2 separate regions of the Anser cygnoides genome follow, and region 1 is linked to region 2. The links are chromatin contacts, called in public Hi-C maps. All regions are on one chromosome and are shown on one strand. Each heading gives the region's core, a stretch centred on a gene start, on an enhancer-like site or on the middle of the called end of the contact. The rest is flanking DNA. Distances are from core to core; before and after follow the strand shown.

Region 1 (7,872 bases), core at 2,893-5,392, 530 kb after region 2:
AGGCAAAAAACTAATAATGAAGCTGAGGTGCTTTATACAAGTGGACAACGAACATACCATGTAAGATCTATGCATGTCTTGTGGAGTGCTTGCATCAAATTGTCCACTCTAGCTTTAAATGAGAATTTAGAAGTAAATAAGAACTTAGAAGAGTTGGATTGGTTTATTTTGTTACGGTGCTGTTATACTATGTGCACTGATTCTATACCATTTACCTGTCTCAATTTTCTTCACTCCTGGCAGCAATAAGCTGGAAGCCTCCAAGAATGTGTTTTTCCACGATGTTCCACTTGGAGTCCTTGTCAGAGTAGATTTTATGCAGATTGTTCATGAACTGTAAGCTGAAGCATGACTTTGCATAAAAGGTACACTTCAAATTTGTGCTTCTTAGCTTGAACTAATGTCTTTGTGCTTAGAACAGCTTCGTTGTAAGGAAGGAAATTTGAAAGTAATTTTTCTGAGGAAAGAAGGTATTGGTAAAATTTAATAATTTCCAAGACCAGTAAATTTGCAAATAGATTACTCCAGCATTGTTTCTTCCTAAGGAAATAAAGGTCTTGTGGTTAGGCCCCAGTTATAATTCTGGGATCCAGATTTAGCTGCTGATTTTGTAATAATTACTGTCACACAACAGAACAAACATCTTCATTTTGTGTGTCCCAGATCTTTAAAATGAGCTTCCCTGTTCAAAGAAGCATTTCCAAGACTATATGTATTTATGATCTGATCAAATGCTGCAGCAGTGGTGTATATCCATAATATACAGAGATCTGTGTTTTGGAGGATACAACTTTGCTCTTTGATGCCTTTTTTTCCCCCCTTTATCTCAGTTGTATAGAAAATCTGTGTTTTATACAAACCACGTTCAGGCAGTTTTTAATATGTGAAGCATTCTAATGTATAGCAAAATGTGAGGCATTCAAAGCTTAGAAAAATACTATCAAGATTCAAAATAGTACGTCACAAGTTCTGTGATTTTCTAGTAATACAATGAGTTGTCATGTTTGCAACCCTTTTTGTAATAGGGAAGCAATAATGGCTTTTTCTTACAATTTGTTACCCTGGCTAAAAATTTGGTTTAAATCTGAATAAAGAAAGTCTGTTACATCTTCAGATTTAACTGGAAGAAGAGTGAGTGAACTACTGTTTCTTCTCTTCCTTTGATTTACTAGATTTTAAAAGATAGTTGTTTAAAAAAAAACTTTTTGGCATGACATGTGATTCAATATACAGGTTGATCTGCATTTTCATGCAAACATCTCAAGTCAAGAGAACTGTGTTTTAAGTGTTTTTGTTATGAATTGTATCTTTCCATGTATTTGTGCAATATTATACACAGTGAACCTTACATTCTGTATGAAACCTTTTGGTGCTATCATAAAAATATAATCAAAACTGTCTATACTGTTGTTATAAAATAGGTGTTGATTTTTATGTACTTAAGAGAGTTTTTATATTAGCTTATGATCTTTGTTATCTCTATGGTTCATGCAGATACTGAATGGTCTAGCAAACACAACATCTCCATATTTATACAGGATCATATCTTGAGTCGTTCAGTGAGCCATACTAATCAGTTTATTTAAATCAAACCATTAATTCTGACTTGATTCTTCTAACTAAAGTTATTAGTTACTATACTACTTATGACTAAAATTAGAAGCTTAATGCTTATAGTTACTAAGATATGATTTCCAAAAAATTAAATAGTTTTATTCTAAGGAAAGCTGTTCAAATTAGTTCTTTTTCATTAGCATTGTTTGTTTTTGCATATATAATAGTATTCACTTCTGTTGCTTCAGTTCTGCAGAAGTGTCCAACTTCTACTCACTAAATAAATAAAGTGAAATCTCACTCTACCTGCTGTAAAGTTTTCAACTTTGTCCTTTGGAAGCCAGCTATGATAAACTCCCTGTGTCTTTAGCTTTGACTTTAGTTCAAAGGTGATTAGAGCTTACATTTGTATAACATCTGCAAGCGTGAGATTTACACCCTGAAGAAAAGAACATTTGATATAAATGTACTTTGTTATTGAAGTTGTATTAGAAGAACAAATTACAGAGATCAGAGCACTGCTGATCAACCTTTCAGCAGCTTCAAACCTAGAAGAATGATTGTTGAGACTAAGCTACACAATAAGCAGTGCCCAGAATAATTTGAAAACTGCGGATGTAGATGAAACATTGCAATTCATCCTAGCTACTCCATTTATAGCATCTCCATACAAAGACTTGAGACTTAGTTTGGGTGTCCATATGAAAAGTCAGAGCCATTGTGAGAGCTATTTTGACAAATGTAATGTATAGATCTCAAGGTGTGGTTCCTTCAGTTTGCCCTCCAACACAAACTTGCTGAACTATGTAATTTTAGGTGTTAGAATGTCTGGCTTTACCATTTTTATGAGAATCACCTCTTGGTTACCAAGGCCAAAAAGGGACTATTGAGCTTTCTAAGATCATGATTGTTTTTTTGCCTTACATTCCATGGTCATTATGCAGCATTATGAAAGATTCTTCTGACCAGCTTATAACCTTGTCAGGATAAAAATTGTCCTTTTTTTTTTTGATTTTTGTATGACACTTGGTGATAGACAATCCCCCTAATATAAAATTCTTCTGTAGTTCTTCCCACTCCCCAGTATAATCTTTTATATATTCCTTCTCACTAGTCCGTCCTAATCTGTACAGGTTTGGGACCCAAAAACTTGCCCATCTTTTCACAAATTCAACGAAACTTGGTGAGGAGATGTTTCAGCTGCTTGGCATTCTATCTTTCTATTTCTCTCCCCTTCACCTACTTCAGATAAACCTGGAGGACCCCAGGAAAGGTCCTCAGTCACTGGCACTCTAAGCAGCAGAAGAGGAGTGGAGCAGAGAAACAACTGGGAATGGGGTTGCATCAAAACTATTCCAGGGAGAGTGCTGGGGTACAGATCTATCATGTGTTTGCCCTGGTGGGTGCGTGCAACAGTTCTCTGATGGATTACCTAACAGCAGGGGCGGCTGGTGTGTTGGTTCATAGGAGAGGCCTGTCTGGCTATCAGGTCATGTGGCAAAGGAAGGGGGCAAAGTGTTAGATTGCAGCTGGAGGACGTCATCCACCGTGATTTCTTTGTTTACAGGACATTGCTGGTCAAAGCGTCTCTGGCTGCAGTGCACTTTGTGCCCTCTCTCCCGGCCTCCTGTAGACGATTTGTTTGCTGGCTCATAGATCAGTGAGCATCCGTGTCTGGCAGGTTTGGGTTGTGGAGCAGGAGAGAGGGGGAACTGTGCTGCAAGTAAGATACAGCTTAGGTTCACGGAAAGAAAAAGCAAAGCAAAGTCTGTGTGAGTCATGCCCAGGACTGAAGGAGGGGCGGGATTGCTAGGAAGCGTATAACTGCAAATATTATCAGCTTGGGAGGGAATACGGGTTCTTGGGATGCTATCAGGAAGGGAGAGGGTAGAGGCTGCCCTATGTAGGACAGCTGGAAATGAAAGATGAAGGCCCTAAGATGTATCGTGCATAGTCGACCAAAGACATTCGGGGCAATGCTGTGAAGCATTTCAAGCAAAGCTTACTTGTAAAGCAAATCACTCTGTAGGGTTGCATTTATAGTGTAACTTCATATCTATATAAGCTGTGTACAACTTCCTGCACAACTACCACTTTAAAGCATAACCTGTATTTGAGAAAATTATTTATAACTCCGTTGGGTGATAGGTTGCTAGGAAACAGTAGGTATTTCTTATAAAGCAGGACATATCTGCTTAGATCTGATGCGTTGCTCTGTGATATATGGCGTGGAAATGATGTATAAAATTGGTAGTTCAACTTAAAATCAGATGTTAAAAATCCCATAATCCAGAAAAAAAAATTAGAACCGATATTGAATTTCCCTGAACAGAGTCTTCCGTAGACTTGATAGCAAAAATCCTCTCTGATAGAGGCTAAATTTTTATGTGGCTAGAACTGGTTTGTTTGTATTCAAAACATCAGTCTGGCTATCAGAACCAAGTTAATTATTAAACATATGTGTATAATCAGGACAACTGACTTGGCAGATTATTAGCAGAGTTAGCATAGTGTACTTTTGCTTTGGCAGATGAGGGAAGGGAAATGGGATTATAACTTCATTTGCGATTTTTTTTGTTAGGCTAAGAAAAGTAATGTAGAATATACTTGTACTCTGCAAATGAATTAAGTTTTCACAGTTTCAGTGCATTCTAGGTTTACTAAAAAATGTCGAGAGTATTGGATCAGAGAATTGTGCTGCTAGTAATTTCATTTATAACAAGTCTGCAGAGTACAAAGGTACTTTCAGAATGGAAGAAGTGTGGTGATCGGGAATGTGAGAGTAAGTAAAAATCTTTTTTCTAAAGGAGTTTATATACATGTAGTTATTACAGACCATAACGTTGAGATTAGGAACAAAGCACTGAATGAAACTAAGTAGCTGCAGAAAACATTTGTTGTCAATATACTAAGTTTATGAAAAAAGGCTTAAATTTTTCAAACGACAAAAAAGTTATTCCTGAAAAACCTACTTAAGGGATCGTGTTGTGCAAGTATATAAAGATTGAAGTTCAGTTAAAATAAAATACTCTTTAATAGCTAATTTTTCTCAGGTTTCCTCAAATATTCAGCATAAAGCAACTTTAAAGTATTTTTAACTCATTCCTTACAGGTACAAGGGTAATTAAATGTATATATATATGGTAGGCTATATACTAATATAGAACGTATTTTTTGTTTACAGTATGTTCATAGCCTATTCTCCAATACTGTATTTTTTCTATTCTAAGCAAGCTGTGTTTTTGTTGTTGTTCTTTTCTTTTTTAATCCTTCTCTAAAGACACTGTTAATGTATCTTTTTTCTTCTTTAACATGAAGTAAGAGCAGTAACTAGTTATGAAGTTCCTGGGGATTAAATAGCTCTGCAGAAAGTTGTCAGACCAGCTCTTGAGACACCGGTGGGCAGCAATAAATAAAGGCATTTCCACACAGAATGCTCAGATTTCCTCTGCTCATAGATTTATTTCCTGTGGAGCCACTCCAATTTCACCAGGTTCTGGATGTTCAGGGATGTCTGTCTTAGGGCAGCACGTGGCATGGGCACCAAACTGACTAGAGCACATCAGTGGAGGTTTTTATGGTAGATAAACCATGATTTTTATGATAGGAGATAGAGGTGGAAACAACTAGAAAGCAAAGTCATTCAAATTGAATTGTAAATTTTGTTTTTGACAATGTGTTTTGGTTTGTTACTAGAGCTTAACTATTTTCTTTAAAATATATATTCAAAATATATATTCAAAATCCCTGCAATTACAGCTAGATTTAACTTGCAATTTCTGAAATATAAAATTGTAAATATGCTTGGGAAATATTTTTTAGCTGCTTAGATCTGTGTTTAATAGTTGAACTTACTAATTATCCACACAAATTTCAACCTTGATAGCTTGGATGAACAAGTACTGAAAAACAATGCCCATATAGGACCGGAGCTTTTATTTTGTTGATGTACTTACAAACATTTTAATGTGTATCTACATAACAGACTTCTTCAATAACATATTTGACTTCAGACAAAGTGGCTATAATACTTACTTGTTTCTTTCTTCCTGCATATTCCAGCGGCAATGAGCAGAGTTCAAGCCACTACAGATTACTCAGGGCCTGATTGCCGGTATCTTAACTTCAAAACAGGGGAGGAGATAATTGTATACTCCAAACTTTCCAGGAAAAATGAAAATCTGTGGACAGGAAGTGTAAGTATTTGAATCTGATAGACTTTCTGCATAAATAATTTAGATAGCATTGTAATAGCAGTCTGCTTGCTTCTAGGGATCTTCCATCTCTTTCTTAACGTTAACCAGTTGTGGATCAACATCGTGTTTGGGAGATGGGTCATTGTTGATATCTTTCTATAAAAGGGAAAATCAAATCTGGCCATAGATTACTCATGGAGAAACAAAGTCAAGATCAGAATCCAAGTTTTTTGACTCCTTCATCTAATCATTTGGCTGGAATGATTACATCTTGTTCCCTTTAAAAACCTTCAGGTCTAGTGAGCCAGGTACCTACCTACAGGTCTGCAGGTAAGGAGATTTTACAGTTGCTTAATCAGCAATTCAGAATTGGGACATTTCTTGAGCACTGAACTGTGAAGACAAGTTCCCAGAGAAGTTATCGCACGCATTTAATGGTTTGGAACAATTGACAATGTAGTCAGAACAGCTACGAAGTTATGCTGTAGTTAAAGCTATGGTATAGCTAAAAAGCAATGGATGCACTGATCCAAATCCAACTGCTAATAAAACCATGTAAATGCTTCAAAACCAGAAAATATTGGTTATGGTGGTGATTTGTTTCGTTTTTGTTTGTTTTTCCCAAATGATATGTGACATTTATTATTTACCAGTGACATTCATATGTTCTTTCTGCATCTTAGAGTATCTTTGCAGGTACTTCATTCCTTCTTGCTGTCCAAGATGTATTCCTTCATTAAAGGCTACATGCAATGCTTTGTTGTAAAGCTAGTGGTTGGTTTTTTGGTCGGACTGACTCTTACTTGTGTTTGCATTATTCTTTTGTGCATTATCATCTATTTATGTTCTGCAGTGTTGTTGTCTTCGTTGCCATTTTCTCTTCAACAGCACGTGGCCTTGTACCTGGATTTCACATCCTACTTTCCTTGTAACTTTTTATGGGTCATTAGTTATTAACGTGTAATTGTTCTCTAACTTGAGTAGGTGGAAACTTTGCATCTGATTCTATTAGAGAGACCATCTCTCTGAGATGAGATGAGACCATCTCATCTGAGACCATCTGTGTACATAATACTGTGCTTAGTTAAGGACTGTTAAGACTACAGAAAATAATAGTTGGAATAATATTCTTCTTTCTGAAGTAGCAAATGGAACACTTTACTGAAGGAAAAATAAATCATTTTCTGACCAAACAAAATGAAGGGGATGGGGGGCAGTCCTATAAACTTACTGTTTGTTCGTACTTTTTTAGCATATACGCAAGCACCTAATATACTTACCACTACAGTTTAAATGCTCTCACTCTTTTTATATTTCTTACAGAAAGGAAAAGATTTTGGATATTTCCCAAAAGATGCTGTGAAGGTTGAGGAAGTTTTAATTGTAGAAGAAGTTGAAGTGCTCACCAAGGTAAATCAAAATCACAAGATTATCCAATATAGTTCACAGCTATTGAAAATCTAATACCCAGTTAGAAGTTCAAGTTTCAATATATATTTTATTTCAGGTAATTCAAAACATGGTTCCTTTCTTATTGCACCATTTGTGTGTTCATTGTCCTCTAAGATAACGTTTTATCAAATAAATGTTATAGAAGCATTAGGAATAATATAATTACTTACAGTACTTTGTGTAAGACTATACATACACACAGGAAGAGAATAAAGATACTTTACTGTGCTACACAGCACTGTAGAAAATTATACATTAGAGCATTTTAAAAGTTAATATTGTTCTTTTAGGAAACTGATTTCCTTTGCCTTGATGGAGATGAATATGTTTTTGAAAATGAAGACAGTGCATTACTTGACCCCAACAAAGAAAGTGAATATTCAGCATCTGATGCAGAATCAAAGCTCCAAGAAAATGAACTCTTAAATCATATAAGAGACTCCAACCAAAATGAAGAAGGAGTTGAATCAGTTTTTGGAAATGATTCCAAGGAATCTCAAAGTCAGGAGGAGTCTGCAAGCAAAAAGTTGGTTACTGAAAATGAGAATAGAAACGAAGACGCTGAGCAGCCAGAAATTCAAGACAGTCTCCCATTAAAACCCATTCCAGCTCAGTCTAGTTGGATCGTTTCCGATATTGCAGGATGGTTCACCACAGGAAATAAAAATGA
Region 2 (7,777 bases), core at 5,157-7,656:
TGAAGTGGCATATTCTCTATAGGCTGGTCTGTGGGAGACAAGCGAAGTCCTGCTGAAAACGGGCTTCATCCTGCCTTGATTTCGCACGAAGCTCCTTTTGGCAGAAAAAGTGGGACTTTAAATAGCATCCACCTGCCTGGACTTGGTGCTGAGCTACCTGGAGCTGTCCCTGGCTTCGGGGAATTTGGTGCTGTTGGGTGGCTCACAAAAGGCAGCGGGCGAAGGGGCTGAGCCCGGAAGTTCTGGCAAAAGCTCCTGTTCCCCCCCACACTGTCGGACCCACCCGCAACGGGGTCCTCGATCCATGTCTCCTCCGATCGAGTGCCCCCACGCCACAAAATGCCGGAGCCGGCTCTCAGGCAGCGCCGTGTCCTCGTTCCTGCCACCCACACCGAAGGTGAGCCCCCACGGCAGAGGGGCTCCAAAATATTTTTTCACTTTTTTTTTTTTTTTTTTGTCCTCTGGGTAGCAACGTTGGAAGAATTTTTGGTTAGTTTGCGAGATTTCTAGGAGGTTGGCTTGGTTTTTCTTTTTCTTTTTTCTCCCACCCTTAAATTTAGTTTGTCGCCGCTGTCCCTAACCCGTCAGGGGGGCAATTATGTGCTAATTACGAGAATTACACGGTCCTTTTATCCGGCCGTCTTGCACGAAGGGGGCTGAGCGCGGTGAAATCTGTTCCCGTTTAAACTCCTCCGGACGATGCCTCTTGCAGGGGAGCAGCGCTTGCCAGCCGCCCTTAGCGGTGTCAGGGCTCGGAGGTAGGACCCTCGGCCTTCCCTTCCCGGGGAAGGGGCGTCTCACCCCGGCCTCCTCGGGAAGAGAAAGAAACTAAAAGAAAAAAGGCAGCGCTGCCGGCACGCACATCGCCCCGCGATAAAAAAAAAAAAAAAAAAAACCGCGCACGACGGCGCAACCTGCGCGCCCCGCGCAGTGCTGGCCCCGTCCTCCCGCAGCCGCCCTGCCGGGCTCTCCGCGCCAGCTCCGCTGTGCAAACCGCTCCTCTTCGCAGCCCCCCTTCAGGGCTCCCTTTGCTTTTATCGCATCTTGCTCCGCCGTCCGGCCCCCGCCCCAGAAATTTGGAAAGAAATTAGCAGAAGTCGTTCCTTGTTAACGTTTGATTTATTTAAAGTCCTTAACTGCAAATGATCAAAAACATACTTCACGAGTTAAATTCTCAGTTATCGTTTTAAATCAAAATATTTTTTTCAATTACAATCACATTTATAAAATTAACAAAATTTCTTAAATTCACTTGTAATTCTTTTTACTGTCATTTAAAGCAATTTCCAGCTGTAAAGAAAGAAAAAAATATAAACCATGCAATAAATTAAGAACATTGAGACAGCGAACAGGAATAATAATAAAACCCGTCTGGCTATGCTAACACCGTGTAAAACTGTGGAAAGTGCATTAACACTGGATGAAACAAGCTAACGATGGCGATAATTAAACGGCCACAAAAAAAATGGGTGTGGAATTTATTAAACAAGTCGGAAAAGGAAGGACAGAACGAGCTCTCCTCTTTTCCTCTTTTGCTTTCGTTTAAAAGTCAGCGTTTCCTGGGGGAGGGGGGGAAAATAACCTTGTTTTACGTACATAGCCCTAGCTGGTACACAATGAAGAGACACTGAAATTAAATAAGCATGTCATCCACATGTTGACGAGAGTTCCTGATGAATGAGAATCTTCAGTAACAGATGGGAAGAAAAAAAATATCCAACTGGCTGTGACCTCTTGTAACTTTATATTACATCCCAAGACAGGTAACACTTGGAAAAAAAAAATAAGGGTCGTATCCTGCACTCCAAAGCTCCAGTTGGTCCCCTCGGGAGTGCAGGATCCGGCCCGCAGCATCTGGGTGTATGCGGGTTGTACTAGCCGAAGGTTTATTTTGCAAGTATCAAAAGGATGATCCGAGAAAGTAAATAGTCCTCTTGTTGCTTAGAGATTCTCTTAGTGTTTTGCTACTTCACAGCAGTATTGTCCTTCAAAGCCTTTTTAATTAAAAAAAGCCTTAAACATCTACTCTCTTCTTCATCTCCGTATTGTTAAAGTATTGCCACATACCTGTAAACTTACATGAGATTATAGAGCACAGAAGGGGGGGATGAGGGGGCGGAAAGCACAAACAAGTAGTTTACAAGCTCAACATTTTTTTTTTCTTCTTTTTAATAACACCCTGCAAAGGCTACGGGGATCTCGGGGGACCGAGGCCGGGGGGCGGGGGGGCGAGGGGAGGTATGTACAATAGGAAGGCGGCCGGCTTTGCAGGAGGTCGTGTTGGATAATAACAGCACACGACGCGTCGGGAGACAACCAGAAAGTAACAGTCCTGTGCACGCAGCGTGCGGGAACACCTCGGGGGGTCGCAGCTCGAGGGAACGTGGGGGGGAAACCCGGAGGGGAGCGGGGCGCGGGGTGCGGAGCTACGAGGTGTTTAGCACGGGTCTGGAATACACACCTTGGTAGTAGGAGGGCTCCAGGGCCGAGGGCTCGATGCTGCTCCGGCCCGCCATGGAGGCGCTGCCCAGGGGCAGCCCGCCGGGGATGCCGGCCCCGTAGGAGGAATATTGCAGCGCCTGCTCGTAGGCTTTGAAGTCCAGCTTGTGCTGCTGCTCCGAGGAGGACATGAGGTTGTTGATGGAAAAGGGGTGGTTGAAGGAGTAGTGGGGATCCCCTTTGAGGTGGAGCTGGGGTTCGTGGGCTAAGGAGTGAGGGGGGTGCGGGACGGAGGCCAAGGCGGGGACGGAGCTGATGGTGGAGGAGGCGGCCGAGGCCGAGGTCTTTAGCTCCGTGCTCGATCCGCTGTGGTCCATGGACGGGGGGCTGGTGGACGGGTTGGAGCTGGAGAGGGAGGTGGCGGTGTCCAGCTGCGCCGCTTTGCTGTGGCCTCTGTGCAGGGGGGAGTTGGAGCTGGAGCTGGAGGCCCCCGCCTGATCTTTCCTGCCCTCCTGGGGGGCTTTGCTGTTCGCCGGTTTCTCGCACTTGAAGCGCTTTTGCCGGCGGAGGTAGCAGCCGTTCTCAAACATGTTGCCGGAGTCGGGGTGCAGGGTCCAGTAGGAGCCCTTGCCGGGCTTGTCGGGGGAGCGGGCCACCTTGACGAAGCAGTCGTTGAAGGAGAGCGAGTGGCGGATGCTGTTCTGCCAGCGCTGCTGGTTCTGCCGGTAGTAGGGGAAGAGGTCCATGATCCACTGGTAGATCTCGCTCAGCGTCAGCATCTTGCTGGGCGCCTGCTGGATGGCCATGGTGATGAGGGAGATGTAGGAGTAGGGCGGCTTGGCGTGGGGGTAGCTCCGCTTGAACGTCTTGGCGTCCCGCGTCCTGCCCAGGTTGGACTGCGTGTAGGCCATTGGACTCATGCAGGGGTTCATGCTGCCGTAGGGGCTCAGGCCGTTCATGGGGGCAGGCTGGGCCGACATGGCGTTGATGCCGCCGGGGCTCAGCGCCGTGCCCATGGCGGCCACGCCGGCCGGCATGCCGTTCACCGGCCCGGCCGAGCCCGCCGGCATCCCGGCCACGGCGCCGGGGCTCAGCCCGGCCCCCAGCCCCGTGTTGGCGTAGGACATGTTGAAGGAGCCGGAGGTCATGTTGCCGCTGGTCGTCATGGTGTTCATGGTCATGTAGGTGTTCATGGTGTTCATGGAGCCCAGCCCCGAGTTCATGTTGCTCACGGGCACCGAGGAATAGGCCTAGGGCAGCCAGACAGAGAGAGGGGGTTAGGAGGGAGAGGGGGGGGCAGCCCCCGCAGCCCCCGGTCCGCCGGGGCCGGATCCCGCCCGCCCTCCCCCGCCGCCACCCGGCACCGCGGGAGCGCTGCCCCGGCTCCCCGCGAAAGGCCGCTGGCGGTATGAAAAGGCCAATTCATATTTAGGCGTGCCTATAAATAAATACGCACGGGCACACGCCGCCGTTTTCCCGGCCCGCCGAGCCTCGGCCGGGTAGTGCCGACCGCGGCCCGCCCGGGGCAGCTCCGTGCCCCGCACGCTGCGGCTCTGCCTGCCCCGAGAGGAGCTCGCCTCCCCTTCTTCCCCGAGGTCCTGTTAATTTTGGGGTCCGTCGGGTTAGCAGAGCGTTTAAAGCCATACGATTACTGAAGCTGACGGGGGTACGGCGGCCGTGCCAAGGAGAGATCCATCTGCCTGCCCTTTCTCAGAATAACCTCGCGCATCTCTCCCCCCGCACTGATTTAAATCGCTACACTAGGTGTGACAGCATCTTGTCACAAATTAAATAAAAATAAAAATATTTAAAAAAAATCGGCAGCTCACTTCTGCACATTTCATCTACGGAAAGGTAAAGCGTGCTTCCTCTTTGAACGCATTTGCTAAAAAGTCAGTCTAGAAAGTTTAAAAAAAAACAAAACCTCAAAAACACAACGCAACTTCCCCATAGTATAAAAAGTCTGAGCTTTCCCTGCCTGTGATTTTCTACAATCGCCCAACGTGCAAAAATTGTAGAGCCCTACCACTGAACACAACTCTTCCAAAATGCAGAACCTTCGAGCCTGGAAATGTGCTTTCCAGTACGGCAGCTGATGAACACGAGGCAGAAAGACGTTGCAAAATGTATTCCCAGTTTCCCTCGAACAAAGGCAATACGGTTAAGGGAAGGATGTTCAGCGGCGGTTAAATGCCACTGTAAAATTCGCTGTTATTCACTACAAATTCCACGAGCTTTATAAATGTGGTTTTAATTTAGAGGATCACGGTAATTATTGGTGAGGATACAGCGCGGATGGGTTTCCCACCTTGCATCCGTGTAGTGATTCAAATTAAATAGCACGGGAGGAGAAAAGATCGAGGCCAAAAAATAGCAAAAGGGAAGGTCGCTTAACTTTATGTTCGTGGATAATGAGCATGGCGAGGATAAATGACTGTGGAAACGACACATAATTAGGATGACCCTTATTTGCCCTTAGCCGGCTTCCCTCTATTAAACAAGGTGCCAGCAGGGTGACACGTATCTGCGTGTGCCCGCGTGGCCCTATGGGTGCTGGGTGCGAGCCTCGGGGTGCAGGGACGAGGCGTGGGGACTGTGCAGCCGTGTGTCCGGGTATGCTGATGCAATGCCTGTGCGCGCACACCTAGGTGCCTGGTTTGCTACCACACTTCCTTAAAACGGCTCCTGCCCGGCCAGCGATCCGGGGGGGTTTCTGGCGGTGCTGCCGAGCGCTGGCTTCTCCCGAGGACCCGGGCAGAGCCGCACCGGCACGGTGTAAAACCAGGGCCCCCGCAAGGCTGGGCTGTACCCGGGGGCGCTTCCGTGGCCCACTCCCCGGCCGCGTTTGGGCCGCTGCTCCCCTTCTCTTGCACCGCGCTGGAAAACAGCCGGGGGCCGGGGCCGCCTCCCGGGACGCCGCGGGCTAGCTGGGGGTGGCCGGGCCAGGCCGGGACGGCCGGGCCGGGGCCGGTGCTGGGGGCCGGGGCCCGGGGCCCCCTCCCGGTGCTGGGAGCCGGGGCCCTCTCTCCGCAGCGCCGCCAGCCGGCCCGCGGCAGCAGCGCACACCGCAGGCGAGCCGTCTTGCAAAGTACGAACAAACGGCTATTTAATTATTTATTTCTTCCTTCTTTTCCTTGTTTTTTCCTTTATTTTTTTTCTCCCGGCTTTACCAGGTGAGGACCCCAGCGGGGGGCTCCGGGCCCCGCGGGGGGAAGGCGCTGCCCGCGCCCCGGGGCGCGCCCCGCTCCCCGCCGCTGCCATATGCCGGGGGCCGGCAGCGCGGCGAGTCCCTGCCCCGAGCCCGGAGTTTTCGGGGCGCTTTTGTGCCCGCCCGGAGCAGAGATCGAGCCTTTCGGGGGAGCTCAAGGGCTGCCTCCGGCCCCCCCGGAGAGCTCGCAGCCTCCCCGGTTCTCCCTCAAGCGCCTCCAGGCCGGGTGGATTTCCTCAGGGAAGCCTGGCCACTTTCAGCGCTGGAGGGGGGAGGCACGTTTGCGCTGGCAGGAGCTGGAGTGCAAAGCTGGAGTGCGGCCGCTGCCCCCCTCCGGACCCCCGGCCCTCCCTCCGACCCCCCTCTCCCTCGCAGAGGGGCAGCAGCGGAGCCAGAGCCTAGGATTTACTCACCTCCTGAGTGTCGGCGTAGTAGCTGTTCCAGTCGCTGGTTTCATGCCCTTCCATTTTCACAGTCCCTAACATTATGGAGCCAACCTGCCCGGTGTAACCATCCAGCCCTCTTGCAAGCGAGCGACGGGCAGCAGGAAAAGAGCCCGAAAGCCCGACCTAGCAGGAAGCCAGCTCCCAGGAGAGGCGGGGGGTGCTCAAATCTCCTCTATAACAAGCCAAAAAGGAGGCAGGGAGCGGTGTGGGGCGAGACAGTTGAGAAAGTGAGGAAGTGCCGGCTGGGATGTGAGTGGAGTTGAGCTGATGTGGATCTTACGTCGCAGAAGTACCCACCTCCTCCTCCTCCTCTCCCCATTTGTCCGCCGCACAAAGGCGTTCGCACCTACAAAGCCGGAGATGCACCTGCAAACAAGGCAGTTCCCCTCGCCTGCAACTCCCCCCGGGGCGGCACTTTATTTGCAAAGCAGCGTAATTGGTTTAAGCTTGCGGGAAAAGAAGAAGAGACGGAGGTGGGAGAGGGGGAAGAGAGTAGGAAAGGGGGGGAGGAACCCACCCCTTTCAGATGGACAGGACAAATGCTAGGAGGGATCGCTGGAACGAGGCAGATAAGGGAAGGGCAGCCCCCTCTGTTTGAATAGAATGCAAAAGGCCATCCAGCCTTAAACCCCCGAGATTAGAGGCAGTATTTACTAAAGTCCGGTAGATGCTCCTTTAACTCGATGGTCGGGACGTGCTCCAAAGTCCCGAGCACCGCAGTCAAACACGCTCCCCCAGCTCCCGCCCCCCCCCCCCCCCCCCATTCAAAGCTCAGCACGGCGCAGGTGCCTCTGCGCCCCCCGCCCCTGCCGCGGCGCCCCCCGCTCTGCGCTGCGGATGGCCAGCAGCGCCTCAGAGCCCCCCGTGGGTTGCTCGGAGCCTCGGACCCCCCCACACTTTGGGCTGCCCGGAGCCCCCCGTGGGCTACCGGCAGCCCTTCAAACGGGGCTGCCGCCCTAAGGCTGCGGTGATGGTGATGGTGTTTCTTTCTTGGTGTCTTGCATTTAGAAACCCTGTGAGTCACGGCGCAGAGACACAACACTACAGACACCCAGTGCATGCGGACAGAGCCTTGAATGCGGATCCACCGAGGTTAACCTCCACTTGGCAAACATCAGGTGAGTCACTGGAACCGTTTACTGTCTTTACCGTGGAAAGCCTCCAGGCCAGAAGGCTACTTGGGAAGCCTTGTCTGGTGCCAGGCACCCAGGAGCAGCAATTAGAAGTAGCGGCTATCCCCTTACCAACTTCTTGCTCCTTACCTTTATTTCTCACAAGGAAGAGAGGAGGAGGAATCTGCGTGGGCTGAAGGGCAAAAAGGGGCAACAGCGATAAAACAAATCGACGTTGGACAAAGCTCCTTAAAATATGGATGTAGGGAATCGCTCTGTCTTTGAAGACGGATCTAACATACCCTTGTTCTGTTCCTACCCTGGCCGGCTCTTCAAGCTTATGTCATGACCAGAGACTTTTATTGGGTTTCTCTTCTTGAGCTTTTTCCCACCCAGTTACTTTTTTCACCTGATAGCAAATAAATAAATAAATCCAGAAATGAAAATAATAAATACTCCCCACCTACAAAATCAACCAACCAACCAAATAAACAACTTCCCCCCATTCCCAACTATCCCGGGAATAGAAATTTGGAAGGGAAATAAAATTTATTGGGATTTTGAAAAACTTT

The links. A called contact is a pair of places that touch in the nucleus more often than the background predicts.
Region 1: a Hi-C map of liver shows a contact between it and region 2, with 9 times the contacts expected there. The contact joins the promoter of MIA2 here to the promoter of FOXA1 in region 2. A contact is called at or near these places in 2 of 7 Hi-C or Micro-C datasets (both in liver).

What each region holds. Positions count from the first base shown.
Region 1 is chr5:42,001,684-42,009,555 of Taihu_goose_T2T_genome, forward strand. MIA2 (MIA SH3 domain ER export factor 2) reads left to right here and starts at 4,143. Exons shown (of 28, transcript XM_066998082.1): 1 at 4,143-4,336; 2 at 5,617-5,750; 3 at 7,074-7,160; 4 at 7,493-7,872. The coding sequence starts at 4,222.
Region 2 is chr5:41,471,446-41,479,222 of Taihu_goose_T2T_genome, forward strand. FOXA1 (forkhead box A1) reads right to left here and starts at 6,407. Exons shown (of 2, transcript XM_013185562.3): 1 at 6,061-6,407; 2 at 1,101-3,689. The coding sequence starts at 6,132. The coding sequence ends at 2,427. It overlaps LOC136790938 (a long non-coding RNA gene), which reads left to right and starts at 6,472. Exons shown (of 3, transcript XR_010831857.1): 1 at 6,472-6,566; 2 at 7,102-7,211; 3 at 7,376-7,508.